Regions from separate parts of the Mus musculus genome. Here regions 1, 2 and 4 are each linked to region 3. A link is a contact called in public promoter capture Hi-C and targeted proximity ligation data. All regions are on one chromosome and are shown on one strand. The core of a region is the stretch at or near the end of the contact, and the rest is flanking DNA. Distances in the headings are between cores, read along the strand shown. Region 1 holds the start of Cdk2ap2 (CDK2-associated protein 2). Region 2 holds the start of Rhod (ras homolog family member D). Region 3 holds the start of Fosl1 (fos-like antigen 1). Region 4 holds the start of Stip1 (stress-induced phosphoprotein 1).

Region 1 (3,772 bases), core at 751-3,250, 1.4 Mb after region 3:
TAGGACGTTCACGGGAGAGGCTTAAGTGAACTGGTATTTCCACCCTGCCAGGCATGCCTGCCAATCTACAGGAAGGGCCCTTTAGGCTCCGGCTGTCCAATAGTGCCTCCAGCTGTGAAGGCAGCCAAGCCCTACGCTGCCCCCTGGTGGCACCTCCTTATGCAGACATCATTGGTGTTCTGTCTGGCCTTCAGCTGCAAGGCGCAGAGCTGGAGGTAGCAATGGACAAGATGGGAAGGCAAAGCTCGGTTCAAGCGCCCTTCCCAGTTCCTGCTCTGCCCTTCCCCTCTGCCCACTCAGGCTTCCCCAGAGGAACCACACACAGAAAGGCTGAGAGAATGACTCCAAAGCATCTTTTATTTATACAAAAAGGACATATTTAGTAAAAGACACACCAAAAAAAGAGTCGGCTGTGGCCCCAGAGATGAGGCAGGAAGGTCTTCTGCACTCCTGTTGAAGAGGCAGGAGGTGGCCTGGGCTAAGAGTTAAGGAGTAAGTGCTGTGTGGTGGGGCCACAGAGAGGAGCAAGCTCCCGTCAGATCAGCACTGTGAGCAGGTCATGGAAGGGACTCCCAGTGGCCTCCCAGCACTCCCACAGAGGGAGGAGACCAGTTTGTACAGCCAACTGGACGAAGATCTGCTACCTGGTTCCTGGAGGGTGCCCACTAAGGGACACAGGACAGGAAGCCCAGGATAGGAAGCAACTTGGGGCGCGAAGGCCAGGGAGAAGCAGGCGCTCTGCAGTGGCCAGAAAGGTCCCGGCGAGGAGGTCAAGGTGCTTCCTGTTACGTGCGGGCATTGCGTTCTGTCTCTGCCAAGCACTCTCTGACTAGTGCCCGAGCGTGGATGATGCCTGGGGTGCGGTGAGGATGGGGAAGTAATAAACAGGGCCCCAGAAACAGTCCACAGCCACCCTTCAGAGCAGACACTCCCCCACCGCTCCATGGTTCAGCAAGAGCACCTCTAATCTAATGAGGATGGATGGGATTAAGGGTTGGCTAATCCGAGTTCCCAGGCACCTTCTTGGAAACAGACTCATTTGAAAATGGAAAAGTTCATTTAAAACCCCTCCTTAGGTACACGTTCTGTTCCAATCGAGGCTGGCCCAAATGTCCTGTCCTGACTCTAGATATCCTCCATCCTTACTGAACTGTCTTAAAGTTCAGTGTCTGTGTCCTGGGCAGAGCAAGGGCAGGCCTGTGGCTTCACTTACCTCTCTTCAGGCGCTCCATGGCACTCTTGCTACCAGCATAGGTGGGCCGGATCTCTTTGCCCATCTCCTCTATGACAGACAGCAGGTCCGTGTAGGTGCTCTGAGAGCCCTGGGAACCAGGTGGCTTCATCGCCTGTGTCAAAAGAAAATACAGACGTGATCTCAGACCCCGAGGGGATCTCCTGTCCTCAGCCATAAGCAAGCTCTTGGCCACACTCACCTGTACATACCCCATGGAGGGCGGACCAAAGTCGTTAAACAGCGGTCTGAAAGGTGCGGCAGCTCCTGGCACTGAGCCCGATGGCGATGGGACACTCCCGGCTGCAACGACACCAGCAAGAGGTCAGAGTGTGACAAGGGCCTCGTCACAGATTTCCAAGCCCAGGACTGTTCCCTTGACTAACCTCCAACGGCATGCTTCTTCATTCCACTCTGAACAACTTCGGAGACACACTCCTCCCCCCTGCGCTCCACCTACAAGCTCTACGTGACCACGCCCACTTCTCAGGCCAGCAAACTGAGGCTGAGCCAGGCTCGTCTAGCAGGCCCCGGATTGCAAAACTCGAGCGGTTTCTCTCCAAGACCTCGACTGCCCGGACAAGGCGAACAAGGATGGAGTTGGAGCCTCACCTGTAGGGACCGGGGTGCCTGGCCCGGGGGTGCTGGAGCCCGGGGTACTGCTGGGGGCGGGCGCGATAGGTTTGTAGGACATCCCAACTCCTCAGTGCGGCGGCCGCCAGCCGGCCGCTCCTCTGGGGTTGGCTGTCCGGCAGCTCAGCCGCACTCTGATTGGCAAGCGAGCTGCACGCCCCTGGTAAATAGAGCTCCGGCCGGAAGGGTGGGCGGGCACGATCGGTCCTCACTCTCGATTGGCGCGCTCAGCTGTCACTCGAGCCTCCTCATTGGCTGAATCTTGCCCCCGCAGGGCGCAACCGCTGCCGATTGGCCTCCACCTTCCGGACCTCGCACCTGTCTGCCCCGGATTGGGCGGTGACAGTCGTCCTCCTCAATTGGCGAGTTCGGGGCCCGGGGCCGGCGCGCTTTCAATCCGATTAGTCCCGAGGTCCAAGAGGCGGGGCCTCGGCAGCGGGCCAGTCTGGTCCCCGCGGTTTGCTCCGGTGGTGTGTGGCGGGCCGCCGAACACACTTCGTCCTCACCGCTTCGCGACTTCCCTCCGCTCAGAACTCCCAAGGCCACGGCTCCCACAGTGTGAGCACTCCGCCCTACCCCGAGCGTTTTACGTCACCTTTCACTGGTTCCGTGTCCCCCCCCCTTCGGCTGTGCGCATGTGCGCGCCTCAGGCCTGTATTTGTTCCCATGGCAACGGTTCCCTCACCAAAGTCATTACCAAGCTCCTTCTCTGGATTGGTTTGAATCTTCGGTCTAGGCAGGTGGGTCCAAGGCAGCCAACGACGCTGCTCGACACTGAACCCTAAGTCCCCTACTCTCTCCACAGACAATGATAGAGCATCATAGATCAAGAATTGCGTTAGGTCAAGTCAGGACCCTGGTCAAGACCCTTGGCTGGAATCTCAACACCTCATTAATGGTTTCCTCCTGGACTCTTTTTGGCGGGTGGGATGAGATTGAGACAAGGTCTCAAGTAGCCCAGTCAGAACTCGAACTCTCCGGGTAGGGGAGGGTGACCTTGAATTCCTGATGCTCTTGTCTCGGAAATGCTAAAGGATTACAGTCACACGCCAGTTTCTTGCCCTAATAGGTTTCCGTTTTCTCATGAAACATGAAGACAGTAATACCTGGAAAGTAAACTTGGAAGTGGGTAGAGAAATAGAGATGAGAGCCAGCCCCATATGGGTTGAAGCATGGTTGATTATTGTTCTGACGTCATTAATGAAACTCCCACCTGGGTCTGGCCATCTAGTTCCTATTTCCTTGAAATCAATTCACTTTAAAATTAAAATAAAACTATTTTATGTATACGAGTGTTTTGTCTGCATATATGTCTGCAGAACTGCTGCTTTAGCCCTCAACTCACTTTTTAAAAAAGCGACTGCAGAGATGGCTTAGCAGGTAAGAGGACAGGCTGCTCCTCCAGAGGACCCAGGTTAGAATTCTAAGCATTTACATAAAGTGCCTCAGAACCATCTGTAACTGCATTTCCAGGGGGCCCAATATCTCTTTCTGTTCTCAGTGGGCACCTAGCAAGCAGGTAGTACACAAACGTACAGTCAGAGAAAACACCCTAGACTTTTTTTTTTTTTTTTTTTCTGAGAAAGGGTCTCACTATCTAGCTCTAGCTAACCTGGAACTCAATATGTAGGCCAGGCTGGCCTTAAACTCACAGAGATCCTCTCTCTTCTTCCTGAATGCTTTGATTGAAGGCATGCACTACCACTCCCAGCTAAATAAATCTCCCTGTTTTTTTTTTTAAAGACTTATTTTATTTATTATATGTAAGTACACTGTAGCTGTCTTCAGACACCAGGAGAGGGAATCAGGTCTTGTTACAGATGGTTGTGAGCCACCATGTGGTTGCTGGGATTTGAACTCGGGACCTCTGGAAGAGCAATCAGTGCTCTTAACCGCTGAGCCATCTCT
Region 2 (3,414 bases), core at 577-3,076, 1.0 Mb after region 3:
CTGCCTCCCAGACTGGCCTTATGACAGGTAGGGATGACAAGGCTGACAGCTGACTGGGGGGGGGGGGGCTCCTCACCACTCCTTCTGGGCATCCTGTTCAGCCACACACCCAGCTTCATGCCAAGTCCCGCCCAGCCCTGTGGCGGTTTCGGGAAAGGGGCATCCAAAAGGTGGAGCTGGGGAGGCTTCTGGGAGGCTCCTTCCATACAGCTGACCTCTGGCCCAGAGGGAAACTGGAAACTGCCTCCTTGAGACACAGTGAGGATCAAATAGGGCTGAAGGTCCTCTTCACTGCCTGACTTTGAATACAATGGGAGATGAAGTCATGGAGGTGAAACCCAAAGACTTCTGACCATGGTCCACTTAGCTTCCATTAAACACCCAGTCTGAGGTCTGGGGAGACAGGCGAGACCTTTTTCCCCTCTTTTTTAGACAGAATATCTAATCCATGCTGGCCTTGAACTCACTGAACAGCCAAGCTGACATTGAGCTTCAGATTTTCCTGGCTTCACCTCATCAGTATTGGAATTAGAAGCATGGATCTCCAAGCCCGGTTTATGTGGAACTGGGAATGGGACCGAGGCTTTCATGAGTGCTGGTTAAGCATCCGGGCAGCGCGGCTACATTTCCAGCCCACTTATGCTCACCAAAAGTTAAAAAGAAAAATCTGATCACAAAGAAGGTTGCGGAGATTTAGAGAAAAGTAAGATTTATTCCTGAAATCCAAAGTGCTCCACCCTCCAGATACTAGCTCCTCAGCCAAGTCCCGCCCTCTGTCCTGTCGCTAAGAAGTGGGGGCGTGGCTACCTTGCTCCAGTCTCTTCGAAGAGCCCCTTTTTCCTTTCTCCTGTCCTGACACCTCCTATTCTAGGCTTCTCAGAGTCGAGGTTTTGATCGGAACAGTGCAGGGTCCCCAGACTCTAAGAAACTAAGGATCATCTGCATTGATTAAACATTATACCAAAGAGCTGGAGAGATGGCCCAGAGGTTAAGAACATTGGCTGCTCTTCCAGAGGATCCCGGTTCACCCACATAGTGGCTCATAATGTCTGTAACTCTAGTTCCAGGGTTTCCGAGTGCAGAGGACACCAGGATGCATGTCTATGTCTATACATGCAGATAAAACGCCCACACGCGTAAAAAATAAAACTAAAAGGCCATCATACTATATACCATAATATGAACCATTCATGACATCTGCCATGTGCCAGAGCTAGCTCTGAGCTCTACAGATGGACGGTTCCATAGTTTTCCTTAGCTCACTGGCTGCCTGGGTGAGATGCGTGGTAATTCCACCTTCATTGAAACTTCCTGGAGCTGGCTGAAGAGGTCCTGCAGTGACCCACAAGGGCATGCCCGGGCCACTCCTTTCTCATCTGGCCTACAACATTTGGAGGAGGTCCGCAAATAGCAGAAACTCATATTCATTCATTCATTCATTCATTCATTCACCCACCCATTCATTCATAAAAATAACCTCCCACCCATGGCAGATAGTCCAGGTGCTTCCTCCTTCCCTGTCCCCAGCCTCTCTCCAAGTACTTGTCTACTCTCCCACGAGCCCTGGGTGCCCTCTGGAGGCGTAGGTCTCCGCTCACCCCTGCGGCCTCAGCGACTGCACGCAGTAGGTGCTGCAAAAGTCTTTCTTGAGTGTCTAGACAGGACGCCAGGAGACCGGACCCCAGGAGCGTCCACCCTTGGGCGGGCGCCGCACCCCCATCTTGTCCCGGGCTTCTCACCTGAGCTGGGTGTCCCCCGCCCCCCGGGCCGCCTCCTGTCCCGGCCGCCCCGCTCCCACTTCCTCCCGCCGCCCCGCCCCTTCCACATTCCTGTCCCGCCGGGCCAGCCCCGCGCCCGCCGCAGCCAGCCCGCCGCGTACCGCCTGCTGCTCCGCGCACCGCCGTCCGCCAGCCAGGGATGAACGCGTCCCAGGTTGCGGGAGAAGAGGCGCCGCAGAGCGGGCACTCGGTCAAGGTGGTCCTGGTGGGCGACGGGGGCTGCGGGAAGACGTCACTGATGATGGTCTTCGCCAAAGGGGCCTTCCCAGAGGTGAGTGCCCTCATCCTTGGCCCTGCGCTGGGGACACCCCCCATGTGCGGGTCTGCTGAGAGCTGCCTCGAAAGAACCCAGCTCTAGCCTCCTAGGGGGAAATCTCAGCAGGGCCTGGGGTCGAAGGCAGAGTTTTTCAGTTTTAGCCAGTAGAAGCAAAGTGGGACTAATAGCACTTAGGGGGAGGGGTGTCACAGGGACTGAATTGGGCCACCTAGGGAAATAGCAAATCCTACGAGAGCAGTTGTTGTCACTACTTGGCGACGAGAGTGTGAGGACTTTGGAGCTCGACTGGCAGCAGTAAAATCAAGCCTTTGCCTCTTACAGCTGTGTGCCTTTGGGCAAGTCCCTTAACCTCTCTGAAGGTTAACTACATGATAGGACTGAAAGCCCCTACCCGAGCGTAGTATAGAAAAGAGTGCTGAAAGTTAGTTGCTGAAAGTTAGTAAGTGATGTTCGTCGGGCGACATCACCTCTTCTCCATCCACTATGGTGCAAATCCCCATGCTTTACCCTAGAGAGGAAAACTGGAACACCGACCCTTCTCTGAAGAGTCTGATTATGCCATACTTCGACTCTAACCAAGCCTCAGTTTCTCAGAGCAACCTGATAGGGGGAAGAAAGCTGGGACAGTGAGGCTGAAGGCTGATGGCCGGCTCGGTGCGGTACCTGGTTGCATCCTGGCTCTCTGGGCTTGTCACTGTGAGTCCTCAAGGACCCCATGACCAGAACAGTGGCTGAGCCCTCCTTCTGTGCCTCCACGAGGAGTGGGGGTCCTGTGTGTTTGTGGGTTTGCCTTCAGCAGCAAGCCTTCTTTTCCTGTCCCCACGTCCTTCTGGCCTCTGGGATTGTGCAGAAGTGGGTAATTTGATGGAAGGAGCCAGAGAAGCTGACCTGGCAAATAGGGCACAGTCTTGCTTGCTACTCTGAATACCAGTGGTTTTTATGGTTGTTGGGTTTTTTTTTGGGGGGGGGGGTTGTATTTTTGTCGTTTTACTTTAGTGGTTCCTGTTTTGTTTTTGAGACAGGATATTACTGTGGAGGCCTTGTACGCTCAGTCCTCCTGTCTCTCGGCCCAAGGATTGCTCAGATCACGTGTATGCACCACCATACCCATCTCACAGCCTTTGGTTTTGTGGTTTGCAAAGCTGACGTCACCTTCTTTGACCAGTTACAGTTTTTTTGTTTTTAAGTATAGGAGATATTTTCCAGGTCTTTAGGTACTGCCCATGGGAACCCAACCAACGTGGGAACCAGGAGATCAGAGGAGGCACCTAAAGGTGGAGGGGGTGGGGAAGGCTCTGCAACACTGGCCTGGGGCAGGCATCCTAGACACTAGGCAGAAAAGTCCATGAACTGTTTATG
Region 3 (3,828 bases), core at 1,099-3,598:
ACAAGGAGCAACATTTGGCAACCAGAAACTTACTTGTTCAGGAGCTGTGTGATTTTGGGCAGGTCACAAAATGTCTCTCTTCGTCTGTCTGTTTCCCCACCAGAGATAGTTTGGTTTTTTGTTTTAAATCAAGTATGGACTGCGTAACACTGTTCCAACTATTTAACAAATAGTGACTCACACAGCTGCCATAATCCTGTTTTCAGACAGGAGAGCAGTTGCCCATAGACCCACAGCTAGTAAGTAGAAACTAAGATTTGAGACCCAGTCCTCACAGATGGGCATACTTTCAGCTTCTAGCTCCCAAGGCAATTCTGAGAATCAGGATGAGAATTTGTTGTTTGGGGGCCGGGGGTGGGGTGGGCAGGATCTCACATAGCTCAGGCTAGACCTAAACTCACGATTCCTCTGCCTCTACCTCCCAGGCACCAAGACTATAGACATGTAGCACCAGAGCTTGGGAGTCCAGCATCAGCTTGGAGCTTGGCCATTGATGGGCTTTGAGACTGGGGCATGTTATTTAGTCTCAGTTTCCCTGTTATTAACATCATTCAACGTTCCATTGCTGTTGAGAAGCCAGCTCTCATAGCTCAGAAATCAGAGTTTTAATCGGCTTTTGTTTTTGTTTTTTATTTTTTAAGTTTTGAGACAGGATCTCTATTATGTAGCTCTAGCTGACCTGGAAGTCACTTTGTAGACCAAATTGGCTTCAAACTCCCAGAGATCTGCCTGCCTCTGCCTCCTGAATGCTGGGATTAAATGCATGCCTAGCTGTCGACTTAAAAACTTGAAAGTTCAAAATTGATGGGGTTTTTTAAGTCCATGAAATAAAGTGAAGAGAGTAAAAGCCTCCTATAAGGGGTCTGGCATCCTTTCCTTCCTTTTCTTGCAGAAATCTGAGGCATGTGTTGGGATTGAGTGTCGGTGGGGGTGGGGGCTCAGCGTTCTGGGAGAGAAAACTGGGTTCAAGCTCTGTGAGCTAAGGATGTGGGGCCCCTCCAGTCCAGGAAGCACCTCACATGCTTAGGCAAGTCTGGACAGCTATGTCCCCAGCCCAATACTGGGGGACCCAGCATCTCAGTGACCCCCGTTCTGGGCTAGAAGCACTGCCAGGGGCATCTCTCGCTCCCAGGTCGTCGGTCCTTAGGGGCCGTTTGGGGCCAGGAAGGGAGGGGCACCCAGGGTGACTCAGCCTCAGTGACTCGGCCCGCTGTGACTCGGCGAAACGGACGCAGCTCCTTCCCTCCCCTGGCGACACGTGCTCGCGGCCCCTCGACAGGAAATGGACACCTGCAACCTCTCAAGTGCCCCTATCCAGCAGTGAGAGACGTCGGGTGCCGAGAATGTGGAGCGCGAGTGTGGCCGGGCAGGTGACCCCGCGCACATCCCAACACTTCGTGGTCTCCAGGAACCCCTCGGAACCACTGCCTGGGGCCCATGGGCTCTATACTGCGCACAAAGAGATGAGGACTTGACCGGATAAAGGGACACGGACAACCAGAGCAACACACGGACAGCCTCGGACAGGCTGCTAAGAATTCTCTGTCCCGGCTGAGTTCTGATGGACCCCGTCTCTATGTGCCCAGACCCCAGGTCCCAGTTATTAACTGGAGATGGAGAACACCTCTGATCCTGTCCAGGCAGGGATGGGGCAGGTATTTAGAGGGACAGCGTATTAGGGGCAGATAGGAGGAAATGTAAGACCGTAACGGAGACGGAGGGGCAGAAAGACAGTCAGCTAGGGAGATACGGGCGAGCGAGAAGGGGAATTCGCAGATATTCGCGCTTCCCGCTGCGCTCGTCCCCTTGGCCACCGGGTACATAGGTTCCCCGACCACACAGAACGTGCAGGATCCTCGGTCGCGACCACCAGAGTCAGATGCTGCTCGGGGCCCCAGTCCAAATCCCGGAGCAAACTAGACTAATCCCAGCATCCCTGATGCTGTCCAAACTCAGGTCCCCCCCCCCCCGACGATTCGGCCAGTCTCACCTGCTGCTGGGCGGTCTGTGCCTGAGCTTGCGGGGGCTGCGCGGGGCGACCGTACGGGCTGCCAGCCCCGGAGCTCGGTCCCGGTTCCCCGTAGTCTCGGTACATGCCCTGGGCTGGATGTTCGGTAGGGTCCGCGTTGGCGGCTGCGGTTCTGACTCACTCGCGCCTCTCGGAGTCTGGTCTTTTTTATGAATGAAAAGTTCTTGGGCTGAACCACTTGCACCACGGGGGGTGGGGGCGTGTCTCAGCGGCGCCTTTCACCTCGCAGGGGACCCACCTCTCCAGATGAACCTCTGTGGACCGGTCCGCTCGGAACTTCACGACCCTCTGCTCGGGTGGCAAGCCGCCTCTACAGACAGAAAGCGACCGACTTGGCGTCCCCTAGCATCCGCGGCGGCCACGCCCCCCTCTGACGCAGCTGCCCATACATGGTGCAATTTCCTTGCCGCGCCCAGGTGCACCGAGGATTCCCCCTGACGCACCTTGCCGAAGTTGGGGCTTGCAACTGCGCCCCGCCCCGTTCAGACTAGCCAAGGTTCCCAACACAGGGCGAAACAAAATCCTGTGGCCGCCTGGCCTCGCGCCAAGACTTAGAAAGAAGAACGGGGAGAGTGTCTGAAAGCTGGGAAGTGAATTATAAATATGGGTTATTATTATCATCATCATTATTTACCTGGAGAGAATCATTCCAACTGTCACCCAAGTCTGCAGTCCTGACTTAAGACCGCTCCTCTCAAGTGGGGTGAGAAGTTTCTTTAGTTGAGTTTGCTTTGCTTGTGGTTTGTGGAGGGAGGTTGGTTGAGACAGGGTCTCAGGTATCTAGTTGAGGCTGCCCTTGAACTCCTGATCCTTCCGTCACCTCTCAAGTGTTGGACTGTGCCACCATCACACCTGGCTTTTGTAGATAGGGTCTCTTGTTGTGCAGGTTGGCCTTGAACTCCTTATGTAGCTTAGAATAACCTGCTTTCACTTCTCAAGTGGAGGGCAGACATTACAAATGTGCCCCTCCACACCCAGTTTCAACTGTTGTCAAGGTTTTTGATAGACTGAAAGGTTATTGACAAACCAGGGTTATGAAATGTTGTTATATTTGAATACTACGTGAAGTGGCATTTAGTGTACCCACAGATAGAAGGCGCTACATGTTTGAGACCGTCTCTGGAGCTATCACAAGCTTTAATCCAGGCCTCTACAGGCAGAGAGCGCCTACAGAAGGACATAGGTGTCCTGAGACACAGTCAGTAAGGCTTCTTGACTGAAGGTCTGACTGGAGGCACTCCTCCAGTACTATGTGTGTCACCAGCCCACTTTGGAAGTATGTGAAAGGCCTTGATACGGGTGAGGTCCTGACCAGGTGTGCTGAGGAGGTAAATGCCATCATAACCCCCACTTCTCAGATGGGAAAAACTGAGGCTGACAGGTATTGAAATGAGTTGCTCAAGGCCACTGAGTAAGTGGCTGAGTCTGGTGACCAAGTCAGGCCATGAGCTTCAAGCCTTTACATTGTACGTACACGAAGAATGGCAGACTGGGAGAGCATGGGTCCCAAAACTCTTTCTCTGATTTCTTCCATCTCAATGGAGACTGAAGAAACTTGTCCTCAGGGAAGCAGAGGCCTGGGCTGTCTTCATTGGGAACAAAGGCTGGGGTTCTGCTGTTTGGACTCAGGCCTGGAGGCCAGTATATCTCATCATAGAACTATACTTTGTGTCCATGTGACCCGGGGAGGTCTCCTTCCTGAGTCTGGGGTGGGCCTCACTGTTGACCTCACAGGGCTACTATGGGACCAAAGGAGACCACGGATGTGACAGAGCTTTGCTGTTGAAGCATCCTCAAAA
Region 4 (3,903 bases), core at 536-3,035, 1.6 Mb before region 3:
GCTCCAGGACAGCCAGGGCTACACAGAAAAAACATGTCGGGGGGGGGGGCGGGGGGGGGGAAGCATTGTCGGCCTTGAAGTGGTGATATATCTCTGTTGTGTGTGTTCAAGGACTCAAACTCAGGTTGCCTGGCTTGCTTGGTTGGGGAATAAACACCCTTTACCACATTTTCAAGCCATCTCAAGCCCTTCCCTTCCCCTTCCTTCCATTTTTTTTTCTTCATTTGCTCAGGCTGGCCTTGAATTCTGATCTCCCTCCCTTTTCCAACTCCCAAAATTTGGGATTGCAGTCATGCACTTTTTTTGTTGGTGGTGGTGTCTTTGTTTTTTTCCAGGCTGGGTTTCTCAGTGTAACAGAACCCTGGCTGTCGTGGAACTCATTTTGTAGTCCAGGCTGGCCTCCAACTCACACAGATCTACCTAACCCCCAGCCCCCATCCCAGTGCGGGATTAAAGGTCCACTCCATCATGCCTGGCTTAATCATGCACTTTGTATACATGCCTTTTGTAATTAAAAAAAAAAAAAAAAAAAAAAAACAACCAAAAAACCTAACCTTTGTATTTTCTTTTTGTCAAACAGAAGGTTGGAGGCTCATGGGTAGAGGGCTTGTGTAGCACAGACAAGACCTTTGTTTCTATCTCCAGTCACCCAAAAAGTACTCTTGCCACATTTGGCTCACACCTGTAATTTCAGCACTCTGCCTCTTCCCTCTCCCTCTCTCTTGAGACAGGGTCTCACTATATAGTTCTGGTATGGATAGCTCTGGCTGTCCTGGACCTCACTATGTAGATCAGGCTAGCTTAAGAGATACACCTGCCTCTGCTTCCTGCGTGCTGTATGCCACCACCGCTCATTTCCTCCGATCTTAAGTGAGGCAGGAGAAAGAACTAGGTAGGCATAAGTGAACAGATAAGGGGTAACCGGATGGAGAGGGTATGCATTGGTGCTACTGGCACAGACATGGCACCGCACAGCCCACGTTCCTTATACAAATCCTGTCCAGACCCCTGATCATCAGTCTCTGTCGTTCCATAAGCTACACGCTAAGCCTGCAACCCAAGTAGCATTTCTGCTGGCAGGCCATGGTGACCAAAGCTTGCAGCTGAGTTCAGAGAGTAAGGGCCAAGCAGCCGGTCCGCCAGGACACTGCCGGAAAAGCGGAGGCCTGTCGTGGCCCGCAGCATTTTGGGAACATTCAACGCAGGCCCGTCATAGCCCGCAATATTTTGGGTACATTCCGGGCCTAATAGTCAGGATGCGAGGAAGCGCGGGCCAACAGTCTCAGACTCAGGGAAAACAGCTTGTAACGCTGTAGTTAAAGCCTAGGCGACACCGGGCCAGATGCTCGACTCCCCACGAACCACCAGCCAGCCGAGCACCCCCTTACAGGGCAGCGGCATAAACCAATCAGCGCCAGGAATGGCCAAATTTTTTTTTTTCCCCACCCATCCACCCAATTGAATGTTTCCTCTGAAAGGCGGTTCCGTCTAGGAGTCCTTCAGCCCAATGAGAGTTGTGGAAATTTCCAGAAAGAACAGGACCAATGGGTGCGGCCAGGCCAGCTACAATTGACGGACTAACCAACCAATCCGTGTCGTCAAGACCCGCTCCTCCCTCAGTTAGCCTAGCCCTGAAATAGGCGGGACTTGCCGCGGAGTGTCCAATCCGGAGGTGCAGAGGAGGCAGGGCTGAAGAGAAGACCCGTAAAAAACCAATGAAAGAGAAGTCACGATGATTGACTGAACTTTAAGCCTATAAAAGGGGCGAGCAGAGCCTCCTGGACGTGTTCAACCAGTGAGCAGGCGAGGAAGGGGCGGTAACCTGGGGGTCCCGGCAGCTTCTAGTAGGTTCCAGAAGGCGGCGCGTGCGGTTGGGAACGCGGAGCGGACGAATTCGATTCAACGGGGTTCCGGGCCAGGCTATGGAGCAGGTGAAGGGGGAGGGGCGGCCGGGGCCCCGGGGCAGCGCAGGCCTGTTGGCGGGGAGAAGCGAGTGGTTGGGGGGCCGGGTCGGGCGGCCGAGGCGCGGGCGTGAGAGCCGCGGTCGGGCGTGTGAGGGGAGAATGGCGAGCGCCCGTCGCCCCCGCGACCCGCCGAGTGGAGCGGGAACAGGCCTGGCCGCGGCCGGGCCCCGAAGCTTCTGGGGGCCGGGCCTCCTCAGCGCGGAGAGGCCCCTGTCGGCCGCTGCGAACTTGGAGGGATCCGGTGACCGATCACCCCAGCAGCCTTCGGGGTACACGGCATCTGTGTGCGCCCGGGAAAAGGACCCGCGCGACTGCAGAGAAGGCGGGCGCGGACAGTGTCACCAGGGCTCCCTGAGGCATACATATGTCGCCCCTCCCCCCACTTTTCGTAGTGACTGTGGGGTGACTGAGTATCCGACCCTTGGAAATTCCGTTCCCGATTACACAGGATTTAGTGGTTTTAGACAGTTGTGAGCCGATAGTGAGGAGCTAGAAGTCCCTGTCTCTACCGCTCAGCATCTGATCTGGGGCACAGAGGGAAACCTGCCGTCCTTACCTTGGTGATTTAGCTCAGGCTACAGTGGCCTGCATCTGAGGCCTGGAGAGGTTTTGTTACCTTGGAAGCTGTCATTGAACCGTTGTGATTCATCCAAACACACACATACAAAAAGAGCACAGCTTACTACTACTTTTACTGTGATGTATAAAGTAAAACCTTTTGTTCTGGAATAGTCACTGTGAGGGACCGTGGGGCCTCTCACCTTGTTAATAAGACTAAATGGAGAGGTTAATCAACTTTCTGTACCCTTGGAGTAATTAAACTGTAACTGCAGTACGGACAAGAGAGACGCTTTTTTGGTATGAGTAACACCTTGCTCTGTTACAACAAAAAGAGGTTGTTTTTCATTATCATTCATTCATTCATTGTGTGGCACTAGGGATCAAACACAGGGCCTGAATTTAGAGCTATGGTCTACCCCGTCCATCCTCCCCACCCTCCTCAGTGGGGAAAAATCCTGCCAGCCATTATACAAGTGTGCAAGTGTTCCTGTGGACTGCAAACTTACAGTAAGATGACAAATTTGAGCGTTGGGCTTAGAGATGGCTCAGTTGGTTCAGCGTTTGATGTCTAAGGATGAAGGCCTGGGTTCCGATTGCCTTTACCCACTAAATCGGTGAGGGGAGGGGAGACCCGAGCATCTCAGGCCTGTCTGTGAGCTCCAGATTCATTGAGATTCTGTCTCAGAGTAAGGTGGAGAGTGTTGGAGGAAGACCCTGACTTCCAATGTCTGCCCCATGCACTAGCATATACACAAATGCGTTTGAATATTGGAAATTGTACATTTGAGCCAGGTGGTGGTGGCATAAGTAAGCCTTTAATCCCAGCACTTGGGAGGCAGAGGCAGGTGGATTTCTGAGTTTGAGGAGAGCCTGGTCTACAGAGAGTTCCAGGACAGCTAGGGTTATACAGAGAAACCCTGTCTGGAAAATTGTACATTTGAAGAGTAGAATTCCAGGTAACTCCTACAGTGACACATAGTTTATATTTTAAGATTTAATTTTGCTAGGCATGATGGTGCACTCAATGAGGCAGAGGCAGGCTGATCTCTGAGTAAGTAAGTGGACCACCAGAGTTGTATAGTGAGACCCTGTCTTAAAAAATCCCAAAACATTATTTCTAATGCCCGGTGTGGTGGCACAGATCTTCAATCCCAACACTTGGAAGGCAGAGGCAGACAGATAGACAGCTTTGTCTATATAGTGGAGTTACAGGTCAGCTATAGCTACATAAAGAGATCCTAACTGCAAACAAAGACGAGGGGTTTTTTTTTGTTTGTTTGTTTGTTTTCAAGACAGGGTTTCTCTGTGTAGCCCTGGCTATCCTGGAAATAACTCTGTAGGCCACACTGGCCTTGAACTCAGAACTCTACCTGCCTCT

The links. Promoter capture Hi-C pulls out the DNA fragments that hold promoters and counts their contacts.
Region 1: a contact with region 3 is called in a targeted proximity ligation map of pancreatic cancer cells. A contact is called at or near these places in 1 of 39 promoter capture datasets (embryonic stem cells) and 1 of 130 datasets of targeted methods (pancreatic cancer cells).
Region 2: a targeted proximity ligation map of pancreatic cancer cells shows a contact between it and region 3. A contact is called at or near these places in 3 of 39 promoter capture datasets (liver and pre-B cells) and 1 of 130 datasets of targeted methods (pancreatic cancer cells).
Region 4: a contact with region 3 is called in a promoter capture Hi-C map of liver, with 3 times the contacts expected there. A contact is called at or near these places in 2 of 39 promoter capture datasets (liver and pre-B cells) and 1 of 130 datasets of targeted methods (pancreatic cancer cells).

Annotation. Positions count from the first base shown.
Region 1 is chr19:4,095,579-4,099,350 of GRCm38.p6, reverse strand. It overlaps Cdk2ap2 (CDK2-associated protein 2), which reads right to left and starts at 2,000. Exons shown (of 4, transcript NM_026373.4): 1 at 1,844-2,000; 2 at 1,434-1,534; 3 at 1,214-1,346; 4 at 334-853. The coding sequence starts at 1,925. The coding sequence ends at 786.
Region 2 is chr19:4,437,855-4,441,268 of GRCm38.p6, reverse strand. Rhod (ras homolog family member D) reads left to right here and starts at 1,826. Exons shown (of 5, transcript NM_007485.5): 1 at 1,826-2,049. The coding sequence starts at 1,918. It overlaps A930001C03Rik (RIKEN cDNA A930001C03 gene), which reads right to left and starts at 1,946. Exons shown (of 3, transcript NR_045990.1): 1 at 1,880-1,946.
Region 3 is chr19:5,446,218-5,450,045 of GRCm38.p6, reverse strand. It overlaps Fosl1 (fos-like antigen 1), which reads right to left and starts at 2,348. Exons shown (of 4, transcript NM_010235.2): 1 at 1,991-2,348. The coding sequence starts at 2,095.
Region 4 is chr19:7,037,908-7,041,810 of GRCm38.p6, reverse strand. Stip1 (stress-induced phosphoprotein 1) reads left to right here and starts at 1,785. Exons shown (of 14, transcript NM_016737.2): 1 at 1,785-1,931. The coding sequence starts at 1,923.